Linked DNA regions of Mus musculus: all the other regions are linked to region 1. Evidence: chromatin contacts called from public Hi-C and HiChIP or PLAC-seq data. All regions are on one chromosome and are shown on one strand. The core of a region is the stretch at or near the end of the contact, and the rest is flanking DNA. Distances in the headings are between cores, read along the strand shown.

Region 1 (2,837 bases), core at 218-2,717:
AAAAAAGGAAGGAAAAGAACTAGGGACTCAAGAGCTAGCTCCAGAACTCGGACCTGCGTCCACTCACAGAACCCACAGACAGAAGCAGGAGACAACGGAGCACACATGTTATCCCAGAGCTAGGGACTTGGAAAGACATAGATCCTGGAGACTTGCGGGCCAGCCAGCATAGCCTAAGCCAAGAGCCCCAAGTCAAGGAGCTGACCTTGTCACACCTAACAAAGTCGAAGGCATCTGAGGAGTGGCAGCTGAAGACAGCTTCACACACACACACACACACACACACACACACACACCCTATATACACACCACACACACACACACATACACACCATACAAATATACACATATCACACACTATATATACCACACACATCCCATATACACATATATACACACACATATCACACACATCCTATATACACACCACATATACACTATACACACACATACAATACACACTACACACACATCCCATATGCTCAGGTATACACACATACACTCATACCCCATATACACACACCACACACACCATATACATACTACATACACACACCAAACACACACACACACACAGAGCAGACACATACCACACACACACACAGCAGACACATACCACACACACACACAGCAGACACATACCACACACACACACAGCAGACACATACATACACTCACACTCATGAGCACACAAAAACGTACATTCATGTACAAGAGAATTTCAGAAGTGAAAAAATGATCAAGTTCTATGGAAAAAAAAAAAAAAAAAGGAAACCAGTGTCAAGAAAACCATGAAAACAGGAAGGGATGTGCCAGGCTACAGAACCTGAAGGGTGGAGGGAGCGGGAGACCAAGCTTTGAGCAACTCGCTCTACCTTTGGGGGCCTTCTCTGTTCTGAGTGGCTATTTCTCCTCCTTGCCTTGAGTGAGAACCCCCAGAGGAGTATTTCCCAGCATTGAATGGGGTGTTATTTTTGGTACAAGCCCCTTCGCGCAGGGGAAAGTTTTCTATCGTGCACTGCCCCTCCCCCACCCCAGCCATTGCATTATTCTGGTTTGGTTGTGTTTTTCTAAGTTCCCCTCCTCCCTCTATAATTTCCCCTGGCTGGTCCCCAAGTCACTACTTCCTCCTGTGATCCTGTGCTGTCCCCCACCCCCACCCCCACCCCAGTTTCCCTTCATCTGTTTTCCTTACAGCTTCACTGACACTCCCTCTTGTTTATCTTCGGAGTCATCACATCCTCTATTAACAGAGGTTATCTCAGGCTGTTGACTCCCATCTCAACAGCACTCATTTCTTCTGACCCTACTTTAAAGGGGAATTTCATTTCATTATTTATTCATTTTTTTTTCTCCCAAGGGGATGATCACTCGGATTTTCTAAGGTTCCTGCGGTCCGTCGGACAACAGGAAGGAATTTCATCAGCTGGGAGACAGCTGGTAGGAGACACAGTCCATCCTTCCCCAGGACTTCCTTCCAGCCTCTCTTCTCACTCATCCCTCGGCTCTGCTTCGAATACACTCTCCTCCATCACTTGGCGTGGTCAGCGCAGAATAAGCTTGAGAGAGAATAATAGCACTGGACTCTGTGAACGTTTTCCAGGGACGCCCAGCCTTGATCCTAGGGTGCTGTTAACCAGTGGCATTGAATTTCATTCCAAAGGCATTGCTGTTTACATAAAGCTGTGTCTGTCAGACCCAAGCATGGTGGGAACCACAGAAGAAATTACAGGGAAGGCAAGCAGCATTTGCCTTCAAGATTGGGTCTCTAGGGAGAGCATCACAGTTGTTTTGGGGACAATATGGCCCTGTGGGAATGGTGTCTTGATTTTTCAAGCATACGCACAGCATCTTGTGGGTCTGGAAGAGACTCACCTGGCACCTCTTTTCAAATGAGCCAAAACAAACAGAGGCTATCTTTTGTTTCAGACATCTAAAGCGCTGGAGAGAATCCTGTGTGCAGATGAAGAGAAAGCGCCACTACCAGAGAAATCAAAACCCTGAGCTGTTAAGATACGGAGTGTCAGGAAAGTTTCATCACAAATTGTGGAAGTGCTGGCTTCCTTCTCAGCCTCCACACTTGTCTGCTCAAGACTTGATAGACTGGTCAGCCAGCCGACTGCTCGTTCTGCCAAGAGCAGTCCAGTAGGATTCTTCCTTTTAATTTAATACACTTCTAAATAAAAATACGAATCTGTATTTCATATTTTTATAGTGTGGACTATTGTGATAGGATCCAACTCCTGTTCAGGAGAGAGAGAGGGGGGGGGGAGGGAGAGAGAGAGAGAGAGAGAGAGAGAAGAGAATCAAATGAAAAGCGGAATTCACCAGTTTGAAAGTAGTGAGGTTCCAAGGCAAGAGGCCTAGAGGCAGAGTCTGGGCAGGGGAGGACTACAGAGAGCAGCTCTTTCAGCTGGGCATCTGAGCATCCTGCGAGGTTGAGAAGCTGGGGCACAGATGCCAGAGAATTCCTAAAAATAGACACAGGGGCTGGAGCACACAGCTGGGACTCCCTTCAGGACTTTGCTTCATCGGGACTAGTGGCTAAAAAGAAACAGACTGGAAGCCTCTGGAAAAATTCAGAAGCTTTGGTTCCGGGGAGATGAAAATAGGCCTTTGGGGTGTGCCGAGATGAAGGGTCAGTGTGACATGCCATGCTCCCAAGAGAACGTGCATCTCGAGAGCATATATGTATATGCCATATGTACATATGTGTATACACATATACGTATATGCATATACATTTATATATGAATATATATATACATATATGTATATAGCTATACACACATATATATCAAACAAAAGCCCCACTAAGTATCCCAGTGCTCTTACAA
Region 2 (2,837 bases), core at 124-2,623, 250 kb after region 1:
ATACACAATGAGATCCCTGTGTTTGCCTGTCTACCTATGTAGCCATGTCTCGATGCCCCCACCCAGGTCTCTGTGTTAATTATGCTCTACTCACAAAGGGTGTCCCTTATCACAAATAGTATGTACACTTCCCCTCCACTTGATAGGCTTATTTTTCCCAAAATCAGCCTGACTTCTTCCTCAACCCCGGCACTTCTGATGACATCATACCACCCAGCTTTTTATCTCGACACGCTGTCATTTCTAATGTTAATTTTAGCAATTTCATCAGTGGCCGTCAAGGAAATCAATATCCCACGTGGGCTAATCCCTGCCCTAGAGAAGAGCAGCTCTGCGACCCATCTTATTTGCTGATAGACTATCACACGAGAGGGTTTAGTCACTGGCTAATGCGATCCACCGCTGCGCTCTGCGTTCTGTCTCTGTGCTGGGCACTGATGGAGCCTGGAAATTAAAGATGAACAAGATGTGTCTTACTCTAAAGTGATTACTGACCCGTGGAGCAAGTTCTAGGCATTGTGGAAATTATTCATGAGGTGGGTAGGGCCAAGACTACCCTAGATCAGGGTGTCTTGAACTGTGGTCCCTCTGCCAACAATGGCACCATGACCTGGAAACTCATCTGATAAGAGCTTCCTTGGGCTCCTCTGACAACCCTGCTGTATTGGAGCTGTTCCTACAAAATTGATTTAGCATCCTTCCAGGGGTGTTGGCTGGGATAAGGGAGAGAAAGAACCTCCGGGTCTACACCACACACTCCCAACCTCTCTCTCCGTCTCCTCCTTCTTCTACAGAACTAGTAACATAGCCAGGGCACATCAGTCCAGAGAGACACTCCCCAAGATAAAGTAAAACACTGTCTTAGCACGTAAGGACCACACCGGACACCCTCTGCCTAGAACCAGAGAGATGCTTCTCGAAGATCAGCCGTGGTTCAGGCCACGCTGATGCGAACCCCTTCAGTGGACAAGAAAGCACGGAGGCTAAGATTGCCACTTTTGCCCCTGCTGCCTCGGAGGAAAACAAGCAATAGTCTCAGCTTGAGAACTCAAAGCGAAGGGACTCTGGGGCCATCGCGGTGTACGGGGGACCAGATCATGGTCTTAGCCCGTGAGTCCCGTGGCCCTGTGACTACTTTAAGTAAATTAAAGCACGCTGCTTTCTTTCTGGAATTCAAGGACAATGGATCCTGCCCATGGCAGACCTTGGCAGACCTCTCAGAACTCCTGGCCACTGGGTTTTTTTGTTTTGTTTTGGGTTTTTTTTTTTTTTTTTGGCTTCTTGCCACGTGTCATTAGTGACCTATTTTCCCTGCTGTGAGCTCAGCCATATCGAAGGCCCCTGAATCAGCAGTTTCTCCTCCACTTTGCTGGCTCCAGGCTGGTGAAACCGACACTAGCGTCACAGAGCATGCCACCTCGTATGCTCTCCCTCCCGTCCTCGGGGGAGGCGGAGAGCACGTGATCCTGATAAAGACGTAGGCTTTGACCTGAGGCTGCCTGGGAGAGCCCAGCTGTCGTGCCTCCTCCAGATAAACCGCTGAACCTGGGATTATTTTAGCTGAATAAGTAATCAGAACTAAAAATAGCCTTAAACTGCCTGGGCTTTGTTTAAACCCTGCCCAGGTGGGAAAGATAAGGTTTTTTGTTTTGTTTTGTTTTTTTAAATATAATCTAATTACAAAAGCATATTTTAAAACACTTTACTCCAAAATGCAAAAACTACTTTTACAACACGCCTATTTGGAATATAGTGCTCAGTTAATCTGGCTCTCTGAAAAAAAGAAAATGCCGTCATTTGAATTGCATACCGAGTTGAGATTACCAGTTGTTAAAAGCAACCAGAAATTGTGCTTAAACCTTCTAGGGATATCTTCAAACATAAATCCACGTGGGAAAATTACCCTTTGCTGCTTTAAAAACCAGCAAAAGCGAGCTTGCTGCCAGGCCTATTAATCTAGAAGCCACGTCCCACTAGAGGGCGCTGTCCTGGTCCGTCCTTCTCAGCCTCAGCGGCTTCCTGCTTTGTCCCTTTGCAGAGTGCTTCTTTTTTTTTTTTTTTTTTTTTTTTTTTTTTTTTTTGTTTTTTTTTGTTTTTTTTTTTTGTTTTTTTTTTTTTTCCATTTTTTATTAGGTATTTAGCTCATTTACATTTCCAATGCTATACCAAAAGTCCCCCTTACCCACCCACCCCCACTCCCCTACCCACCCACTCCCCCCCTTTGGCCCTGGCGTTCCCCTGTACCGGGGCACACAAAGTCTGCGTGTCCAATGGGCCTCTCTTTCCAGTGATGGCCGACTAGGCCATCTTTTGATACATATGCAGCTAGAGTCAAGAGCTCAGGGGTACTGGTTAGTTCATAATGTTGTTCCACCTATAGGGTTGAAGATCCCTTTAGCTCCTTGGGTACTTTCTCTAGCTCCTCCATTGGGAGCCCTGTGATCCATCCATTAGCTGACTGTGAGCATCCACTTCTGTGTTTGCTAGGCCCCGGCATAGTCTCACAAGAGACAGCTACATCTGGGTCCTTTCGATAAAATCTTGCTAGTATATGCAATGGTGTCAGCGTTTGGATGCTGATTATGGGGTGGATCCCTGGCTATGGCAGTCTCTACATGGTCCATCCTTTCATCTCAGCTCCAAACTTTGTTTCTGTAACTCCTTCCATGGGTGTTTTGTTCCCACTTCTAAGGAGGGGCATAGTGTCCACACTTCAGTCTTCATTTTTCTTGAGTTTCATGTGTTTAGGAAATTGTATCTTATATCGTGGGTATCCTAGGTTTTGGGCTAGTATCCACTTATCAGTGAGTACATATTGTGTGAGTTCCTTTGTGATT
Region 3 (2,837 bases), core at 108-2,607, 230 kb after region 1:
TAGATGCTCTGAGACACTGAATTTTTCCTCCTCTCTGTGTACCTCCATGGCCTTGTCCTCTCTGCCTGCAGGTGTTCCCTGCATAGCAATCTAGTCCTGTCCTCCTATCTCCCCTCCCCATCTCAGGTCTCAGACACAAGTCCCACATCTGGTTGGGCGGGCGCCCCTTCCAGGAGCGCAGTCCCTCCCTCTTGCAAGCACTCATTGCTGGCAGCCGGTGCCTCTAAGCTCTTCAGAGGTGAGCCCAGGCAATGGCTGCTCCTTTTTGTTACAGTAGTCGTCAGCAATTCTTGATCTTGGTAGAGATATATCTGTGGGCTAAATCAAAGGACACATAGGGCAGGGTCCCCAGTATTAGCATCTGGCTGACCTACCAAATAAACCAAGACTCCAGGGGCCTTCTGCTTCTGGAAGACTCGAGGCAACAAAGTCTTACCTGTTTGAAACAAATGGTAAGAAGTCTCAAATGAATTGGCACATTGTAGGATTTTGAAGAAGTTTTGATACATTCAAGAAACACTAAAAACACCCACCTGCCCACCCCCTTTCCTGTCTGAACTATGGCTTTGAACTCAGTAGGTAATCATTTTTCTTTAAATAATATTAAAGTCAGTTTAAATGTGACAGGCGTCTTTTCACAAGCACTCCAAGCACCAGCAAGGAATGGATGGACCCGGACAGACCCTTAGGTTCAGTCTTTGCTTGAGGCAGTGAGGCTCTCTAGAAGAGATTCGGCAATGGTAAACCTACTCCCCCACCCTGAGGGAGGGGTTTATAAGTCACCTAAATCAGGACTCCAAAGGTCCTCATAAGTATGGCAGCAAATGCCTAAGATGTGGGGAGGAAGGGAGGTCTCTGAACACTGCGTCCTTTGTCATGCAAGTAGAGCCAACGTTCTGAACAGAAATTGTAGATACTAGCAGACTATCTTTAGAAACAGGAAGTCAGGAACAGCCTATAAATATCTTCCCCTTCCTTCCTGAAGATCACATATACATTTTTTTTTTAAGATCCAGAAAAAACAAACAAACAAAACAAAACAAAAAAGATTTAGAAATAAAGAAAGTGCCTTAGTCTGGCTACTTCCTTTCTAGATTTTTCTAAAACTTTAAAATGTGTTGTGAGGGGAAGAGTACCACTTCAGCTTTTGACTGTTTGTGAGTGTCAGCCCTTTAAAAATGGCTTTCTTCTTTTTAAAACATTTAGTATATTGAGGGAAATCATGACTTGGGGGTTGATAAAAGAGCCCTAGTTACTGCTAGAAAGCAGTGGGGCCCTCAGCTGCGGGGTGTTCAGCAACTCTCCAGCTGGATTAGGCACTGTTGTCTCACCATTGTCCCAGTTGTGTCGGAGTGAGCCTCAGGGACACGTGACATATGCTCTGACCTCAGCCCTTGCTGACACAGACAGTCTTAACAATACCACTCCAACAGACCCACGCCAGGCTGCTCTTCTTTCCAGCTCTAGGTGTGTCTGGTGGGAAAATGATTCAGAGAGGCAGACACAAAATGTCTGTGGGTCCCAGAATCACTGTGAGGAATATTTTCCTAGGATCACCATGGGAGAGAGGGAAGCTGGGAGAATGGTTCAGATACCCATTCTACTTTCAGCCCAGCCCTTCTTCTTTGCCTCAGGAAAGGGCAACTTTTCCTTTCTTTTGTCTCTTTCTTCTAGATGCTAACTCCTCAGCCACTGGTCCTCACCCTCCCTAATGCTGCAACCCTTTAATACAGTTCCTCATGCTGTGGGGACCCCTCACCCCGACCATAAAAATGATTTTCCTTGCTACTTCATAACTGTAATTTTGCTACTGTTATGAATCGTAATGTAATATCAGTGTTGAGTTTGGTCTGTTGTTATGTATTGTAATGCTAAATTCTGTGCCCAAATGTCTGGACCCTAGAGTTGACAAGCTTTTGTTGTGCAAACCTTATTCTTTGATTTAAAACTACTGGTTAAATAAAATTGGTTGAATCCAATTACTGGAGGGATTCAAGGTAGATGGGTTTTGAGTAACCTGGTTGGCAGTGGAGAAGGAGGGGGTGGGGACCAGGAGGAGAAGGAGGAGGGATGAGGGGAGAAGAGGAAGCCTCCAAGAGAAGAGATGGACCGTGAGCATGTGGCCAGGAGAAACAGCAAGTATCTGGGGTTATACCCCTGGGAAGGTAGCCAGGCCAGCAGTCAAAAGAGTAGATTAAGGGTGACCCCCAGTAATTATCAACGCCAAGTAAAATAACCATAGTCGGAGTCTCATTTATTTGTGAGCTAGTTGGGGATAAGCATAACGTGGTTGTACTACACATCTGAAATGCAGCATATCTGACATGTGACCCCTGTGAAAGGGTTGTTAGACACTCCCCCCCCCAAGGGATTTCAACCCATAGATTGAGAGCCACTGCCTTAAGTGTGCCTATGTCTGTGTACATGCTGTGTATAGGTGTGTGAGCACACATGCAAACACACACACACACACACACACACACACACACACACACACACACACCATGGTACTTTGGACTTCCATGCTCTTTCTAAAGCCCCCTCCCACTCAAATGTCAGGCCTTGCCCACCCCCACCTCCTTTTCACCGACATTCTCCAGGCAGCTGCTGGGATTTACAGCTGCCCACCCTGGGGCTTTTTAAAAAACACTAATAACACTAGCCTTGAGCTTCGTTCAATTCTTTCATTGAAACTAAGAACCCCAAGGGGGAACCCTGATTTCCCAATATCATCTAAGAAACACAAAGAACTCCTGAAAACCCCCAGTAACTGTTACAACCATTCTAACACATGAAAGACTTGTACAAATGGCATTTTTACCATTTTCTTGGTTAAA
Region 4 (2,837 bases), core at 230-2,729, 210 kb before region 1:
GATGAAGGAGATTTCAACAGAGAGCTTGCTTTCGTCACTCCCGGTCAGCTTTCTCTCAAAACTGTAATAAAGCAGGTGACGGTGCAACAGTAGAAACTCCTCTTCAAGGACGACTTGGGAGCTGGCAGTGGTGGCAGGCACACACACACACACACACACACACACACACATACACACACACACACACACACACACACAGAGGAGGGCACACATACACACACATACATATAGACACCCACCCTGTGCACACACACATACCACCCCTACACACACACACACACACACACACTGTATGACTTGGTGTGGGGGCTGTGTGAGCTGTCTTTATCCCCCCTGTTTCCTGAAGCGTGGCCCCCACAGGGGCAGGTACTGCCTGTGAGGTGGGATGCTCACTCCACTGCTCTCACTCTGCTCATTACCTCAGTGATAGGCCCCCGGGGAGATGCTGGCTTCCATCTGCTCTTTAGGAACGTCCTTGTGTAGGAGCGAATTGTGTCCTAACTTGGGTTATTAATTTTTATAGTGAGATCTCAGGGAGGTTATACTGAGTTTACACATGGAAAAGTAGGTAGAAAGTTGAAGGTTTTTCTCCAGTAAAACAGGAACACTCACTACCCCACTATACATACATACATACATATACATACATACATACATACATATATTCACATATGTAGACACACATGCACGCATGTCCAAGTGTGCACACAAATGCACCTATTTTCCCTAGACAACTATATAATGTAGTAAATTACTATAAGTTGTGCTTGTGTGTGTGTGCAAGTATTTGTGCATGTATTTGTGCATGCATGTTCCTATGTGTGTCTATGTGCCTGAGTGCATGTGTTTGAGTCTTTTTCAGGCTTTGCTTCTGAGGATGATGAACACAGAGAATGATGGAGTAAATGAGCCACTCCGGGAGAGTGAGCAATGAATACCTGGGCACGTGCCTGAGATTCAACTGCCACATCTGTACTTGAGTAAAGCCTTGTGGTACACAGTGTTACCTTTATCATCAACATCATCATTGTCATTGTTATCGTCATCATCATACCTTGTATCTCTATATCACCTCTTGCTTGAAAACAGACATTTCAAAAATACACTCAGGCCTTGTCACAGATGTGGGTGGCGAGTGTTATTCTAATCTCTCTCCAGATGAGAAGAGCATAGCCCAATGCCCAGGGAGCTAAAGGAAGCGTTGTAAAACTGAAGCTCAAGCTGACCTGATATAATTTGTTGAAGTGGGTACTGATTTTTTTCCCAGTTTTTTGTTTTTTTTTTACTGAAACATGACCTATGCCCCATAAATTTACATTTTGAATCTGCATATTAGTTATTTTTAATATTTTCGCAAACTTGTGTGCCAAAACCACTATCCAAGAATATTGTTATAATCTCAGAAAGAAACCCCACATACATGTGGGGCCAGTGACCATTTCCTTCCTTTCTCAGCCTCTGGCAACCGCAAATCTACTTTCTGTTTCATTTATTTTTGTCTTTTGCCTGTTACAGAGAGCCGATACAAAAGGCTCCTACATTACCTGACCTTGTGTCTGGATCCTTTAACTTAGCATAGCATTTTCAAGACTCATTCTGACTTATGACCGAGTAAATCCCCTGCCCACCCCCCCCCCCAACCCCCAGTTGTATCGATAGACTGTATTTTGTTTGTTCACGTTTCAGTTGATGGACATTTGGGTTGGATCTACTCGGAGACTATTAAAATAATGCTTCTGTGAATATTTTCTATTTCCTGGAGGGGGGGGATGTCAACAAATGTCTATTCACCCATGATGACAGCTAAAGAAATTGTCCCGTCCGAATCTCACTTAGAAAAATGACAAGCTTATTGGGGACACCGACAGGAACATGGAAGACACAGGCAAAGGTTCCACTGGGAGCTCACTGCACCACGAGACGTTCTGACCCTGAAAAGCTGCATCTTTGGGGTTTCCTTCCTGTGTATGTGTTCAAAACTCCACCCTGCCCTCCTCATCCCATCCTTTTTGACCTACTTGAGTCTGGCCAGCTTTTCTTTCCTCTAAAGGAAGGAGTGTTTCAGTTTGGAGGATATAATGGTGCAACATTAGTGAACACGTTTTCTGTAGACATGTTTTCAGGCTTCTTGGATGTGTATGCAGTTGTGGAATTGCTGAGTGTCAAAGAACTCCAGTCTTTAACATTTTTGAGGAATCGTCAGAGGGCTTTATTTAGAGCAGTGGTTCTTAGCTTGTGAGGCTCAACCCCTTTGAAGGTCGAAGGACGTATTCACAGGGATCACATAAGACTATGGGGACACACGGATGCTTACACTATGCTACATAACAGTAGCAAAGATTACAGTTATGAAATAGCAACAAAAGTGATTTTACGGCTGGGGGTCACCACAACATGAGGAACTGTATTAAAGGGTCGCAGCATTAGGAAGACTGGGAGCCACTGGGTTTGAGCCTGCAGATTTGAATTCCCTCCCATGCTTGTGTAAGTTCTGAGCCTTTGAACCCTCAAGAGCAGCATTTTTTTTATCTACAGTTGTGACAATTACCCATCCTACTCAATGTAATAGTACTGATTGTTAAACAATAGGTGATTTTTAAAATATTGATTTTTTAAAAAATTATTTCAATGTGTGCATGTGCGTATGTGGATCTGTATTTGCGTATGTGAGTGCAGGTGCCTTTAGAGGCTGGAGCGGCTGGATCTCCTGCAGCTGGGGTTACAGATGGTTGTGAGTCACCTGGCTGCTGTGAGCTGAGAATCCCAGGGGGCAGCAAGCGCCTGAACAGGTTAGCCATTTCTCTGGCTCCATTGGATGATCTGTTGAAAGGGGTGTA
Region 5 (2,837 bases), core at 134-2,633, 170 kb after region 1:
AGTCTTGGTTACCCTGCATCTGGAAGAGCAGTATGCCTTGGATAGCCAACCAAAGCAAAGACAACCTCTGGGAGATCCTGCCTTCATCCAGGTAACCAGGGATGGTAACAAAATCAAGTGGAAGGTGCACCCGACCCCAGAGACTTTGCTAAAGGATGAAAACCGCCAAGTACCTTAGGGTACGAGCCCAACGCTCGTGAGACCCTAAGGCTGAGAGACTCATGTTTCCTTTCCAGCTGATCCAGGTTAGAGTTTGCCTTCAAGAGGAATTGGTGTGGCTTTGCAAGTCAGGACGCAAGGGGAAGTAGTTGCTATTTCCAGAGGCGGTTGCAGGCAGATGTTAGGGACAGGGCAGAGATTTTCTGTAGCTTCCAGAGAACTTTCCAGAGCTGCCTGCTTTGGCCCAGCAGATGAGGTTTCTCTAAGCCTCCTGAAAAGTGGAGCAGCAACCAGGCAAGCCACCAAGATGAGCCTACTCACTTAAACCATCATTGATTGAAACTGTGACCTCCAGCACAGGCATCCTTGTCCCCCTCTCTGCATCCCACAGTGTCACTGAAACCCCAAGTTCTCTATTTAACCCTTTGTGTCTGGCACACAGAAACTGCCTTCTATTCTCAGAACTCTGCCTGCATCACATGTGTGAGACCACATGTAACATCATTTTAACCTTTGGGTTTGTTTGGTTGGTTTTTTTCTTCTTAGAAATGAGAAGATATTAAACAGATCATCCACAGATGGAATCAAATTTTGTTTTCTGTAACATTTGAGGTGTTCCTGACTGGAAAGCTCGGTGTTAGCATTAGGAGACTTTGAATGTCCTCCAGTGAACTCTTATAGAAAGCACCTACACGGAGTTAGATTATGATGCATTTGCAGTTCAGGGCAGGCAGAAATGAGAAGTGAGCACAGTCAGGCAGAGATCGCACAGCCCCAGGGAACTTGAGCTACAAGCTGCTCACACAGCATCCTCCTAAGAATTTGCAAATTCTGTCTTATTCAAATCCTTAACCTGAGAATCCAAAGCTATAAGTGTTAGGCCCTGGAGCCTCGGATACCTGACCTTCAGCAAGGTGGGCTGGAATTGGGAGGTGCACTCTGACCCAAAGACTAGAGGAAAGATACAACTGTACGCCTCGGAATTGGTGGGACGCATTAGCATCAGAGGACAGCACACAGCGTGCATGGGGTCTGAGTTTCCTACTATGAAGGCTGCTAAGAGCGCGACCTTCAGATTCACTGATGTAGAACCAGCCAAGTTATCAAGAGTTGCAGCTTCTTTGCTGGCTGTGGTGGGACCCAGAAAACTCTCCACATTCACTGTCTGAGCCCCCTTTAGGCATTTCCGGTTCGAAGGGCTTTTACTGCCTTGGGCGTTGTCTTTGCTGTTCTGTCTCACAGGCATCCACAGCCTGTGCACCTGGTGCTGTCTGGCGCACGTGTGCTTGCCTTGCTTGGATGGCTGCTCCCTCAGGAAGCTTTCTTGACGGGGATCTAGCCCATGCACCTCCCTTCTCGGTCCTTCTACAGCTCCTCAACTAGTGGCTGCTACTTCCTTATTGCCAAGTGTTGCCCTTAGCCCTGAACTGTGTTATCTCAGCTCTTACAGCTTCCCAGGAGAGGGCTCAGAGGAAAACCTGGAGACAGAAAGGTTCAACATCTTGCTTGTGTCAGAAGCTGGAAAGATTTGGGGTCAGGACTCTGGAGGTCAGAACTTACTCTCTGGAGTCCTGTTATTACCCGGGCTTGTTTTGTGATGATCCTACCAAACTGAGCTCAGAAAAAGAAAGAAAGAAAGAAAGAAAGAAAGAAAGAAAGAAAGAAAGAAAGAAAGGAAGGAAGGAAGGAAGGAAGGAAGGAAGGAAGGAAGGAAGGAAGGAAGGAAGGAAGGAAGGAGAAAAGAAGAAGAAGGAGAAGGAGAAGGAAAAGAAGAAGAAGAAGAAGAAGAAGAAGAAGAAGAAGAAGAAGAAGAAGAAGAAGAAGAAGAAGAAGAAGAAGAAAGAAAGAAAGAAATTATACTGAAAGCTTATGTGACAAGGATTATTTATTTCATGTCCTGTTTCCAGTTCTCATCTCATCTCAGTTGAGACTGTCACTGTCCCCATTTTGCAGATGAGAATGGAAGCTGCTCCTTTGCCCCACCTTCTCAACTCCTCTGATGTGTTCTGAATGTCCCCAGTGTTCTGAATGTCCCGTGTTCTGAATGTCCCCTGTGTGTGAAGGCTCTAAGACAGAAAAGACCCAGCAAAAGCCAAGAACTGCAGCCTCAGTCCCACTAAGTACTAAGTCACAGGGGACCATGCTGGAGACCAGAACAGCCTTCTTCAGCAAGGGGCCACCTCTCGCAGCACAATGAGAGGTCGCTTCTTCCTGACCTCAGGACCATGACAGCTGGCTTGGGAAGAGGCTACAGCAAAGAAGCAGACCTTCAACAAGGCTCAGCTGCCAAAGTCGGAAGTCGGAAGCCGTGACCCCTCCCTGGGGCCTGGAAAGCTGAGACACAGCTGGGCTCCTTCTGCGCTGGCTTTGGGTCACACCTGGGGCTGCGCAAGCAGGAGACCCTTGCGCATGCGCTGAAGAGAGACGAGCACTCCTGCTGCGACAGGCAGGTAGCCAAGTCTCCACTAGGGGTAGGAGAAAGACTAGCTCTGTGCTCTTCGAAGCAATAGAAGTTCTCCCAAGCCTCTGGGGAGAAGGAAACATTTCTGTGGTGTTGGGGCTCCACGTGGGGGTGAAACTCAGGCTGAATATCAGGAATGGTTAAAGCACATGGGTCCTTGAGACTGGTCTCAGCAGAGAGCAAAAGGTTGGTGGGCTCAGAAGTAAAGAGAATAAAG

Evidence for each region. A called contact is a pair of places that touch in the nucleus more often than the background predicts. HiChIP or PLAC-seq counts read pairs in DNA pulled down with a chosen protein or histone mark.
Region 2: a Hi-C map of uterus shows a contact between it and region 1, with 3 times the contacts expected there. The contact joins two enhancer-like sites. A contact is called at or near these places in 2 of 15 datasets of contacts at CTCF or cohesin (large pre-B cells and pro-B cells), 6 of 484 Hi-C or Micro-C datasets (the HPC-7 cell line, Th1 cells, cardiomyocytes and 3 more), 4 of 115 datasets of contacts at active chromatin or transcription factors (embryonic stem cells, extraembryonic endoderm stem cells, fibro-adipogenic progenitors and 1 more) and 1 of 9 other capture datasets (embryonic stem cells).
Region 3: an H3K4me3 HiChIP or PLAC-seq map of bone marrow-derived macrophages shows a contact between it and region 1, with 3 times the contacts expected there. The contact joins two enhancer-like sites. A contact is called at or near these places in 4 of 484 Hi-C or Micro-C datasets (Th1 cells, nephron progenitors, peritoneal macrophages and 1 more), 4 of 115 datasets of contacts at active chromatin or transcription factors (bone marrow-derived macrophages, extraembryonic endoderm stem cells, microglia and 1 more) and 1 of 9 other capture datasets (embryonic stem cells).
Region 4: a contact with region 1 is called in an H3K4me3 HiChIP or PLAC-seq map of bone marrow-derived macrophages, with 7 times the contacts expected there. The contact joins two enhancer-like sites. A contact is called at or near these places in 2 of 15 datasets of contacts at CTCF or cohesin (large pre-B cells and pro-B cells), 6 of 484 Hi-C or Micro-C datasets (CD4 T cells, Kupffer cells, cerebellar granule neurons and 3 more), 2 of 115 datasets of contacts at active chromatin or transcription factors (bone marrow-derived macrophages and extraembryonic endoderm stem cells) and 1 of 9 other capture datasets (embryonic stem cells).
Region 5: a contact with region 1 is called in an H3K4me3 HiChIP or PLAC-seq map of pro-B cells, with 2.7 times the contacts expected there. The contact joins two enhancer-like sites. A contact is called at or near these places in 2 of 15 datasets of contacts at CTCF or cohesin (large pre-B cells and pro-B cells), 5 of 484 Hi-C or Micro-C datasets (the 63-12 cell line, Th1 cells, embryonic stem cells and 2 more), 3 of 115 datasets of contacts at active chromatin or transcription factors (large pre-B cells, pancreatic cancer cells and pro-B cells) and 1 of 9 other capture datasets (embryonic stem cells).

The regions. Positions count from the first base shown.
Region 1 is chr10:118,810,089-118,812,925 of GRCm38.p6, forward strand. No RefSeq gene overlaps it. Among named protein-coding and RNA genes, the nearest start is that of Gm33481, 19 kb to the left of the region's middle. Within about 2 kb of position 1,468, at least 59 of the 459 cell types and tissues checked have an H3K27ac peak or open chromatin away from gene starts, as enhancers often do. A contact at or near this core is called in the 63-12 cell line, Kupffer cells, bone marrow-derived macrophages and 4 more, where this site is marked.
Region 2 is chr10:119,064,203-119,067,039 of GRCm38.p6, forward strand. No RefSeq gene overlaps it. Among named protein-coding and RNA genes, the nearest start is that of Gm33861, 11 kb to the right of the region's middle. Within about 2 kb of position 1,374, at least 142 of the 459 cell types and tissues checked have an H3K27ac peak or open chromatin away from gene starts, as enhancers often do. A contact at or near this core is called in uterus, where this site is marked.
Region 3 is chr10:119,039,029-119,041,865 of GRCm38.p6, forward strand. All of the region lies in intron 3 of Gm33677 (predicted gene, 33677), which reads right to left. Among named protein-coding and RNA genes, the nearest start is that of Gm33677, 10 kb to the right of the region's middle. Within about 2 kb of position 1,358, at least 40 of the 459 cell types and tissues checked have an H3K27ac peak or open chromatin away from gene starts, as enhancers often do. A contact at or near this core is called in bone marrow-derived macrophages, microglia and regulatory T cells, where this site is marked.
Region 4 is chr10:118,598,357-118,601,193 of GRCm38.p6, forward strand. No RefSeq gene overlaps it. Among named protein-coding and RNA genes, the nearest start is that of Ifngas1, 43 kb to the left of the region's middle. Within about 2 kb of position 1,480, at least 46 of the 459 cell types and tissues checked have an H3K27ac peak or open chromatin away from gene starts, as enhancers often do. A contact at or near this core is called in Kupffer cells, bone marrow-derived macrophages and pro-B cells, where this site is marked.
Region 5 is chr10:118,977,003-118,979,839 of GRCm38.p6, forward strand. No RefSeq gene overlaps it. Among named protein-coding and RNA genes, the nearest start is that of Gm33624, 29 kb to the right of the region's middle. Within about 2 kb of position 1,384, at least 36 of the 459 cell types and tissues checked have an H3K27ac peak or open chromatin away from gene starts, as enhancers often do. A contact at or near this core is called in the 63-12 cell line and pro-B cells, where this site is marked.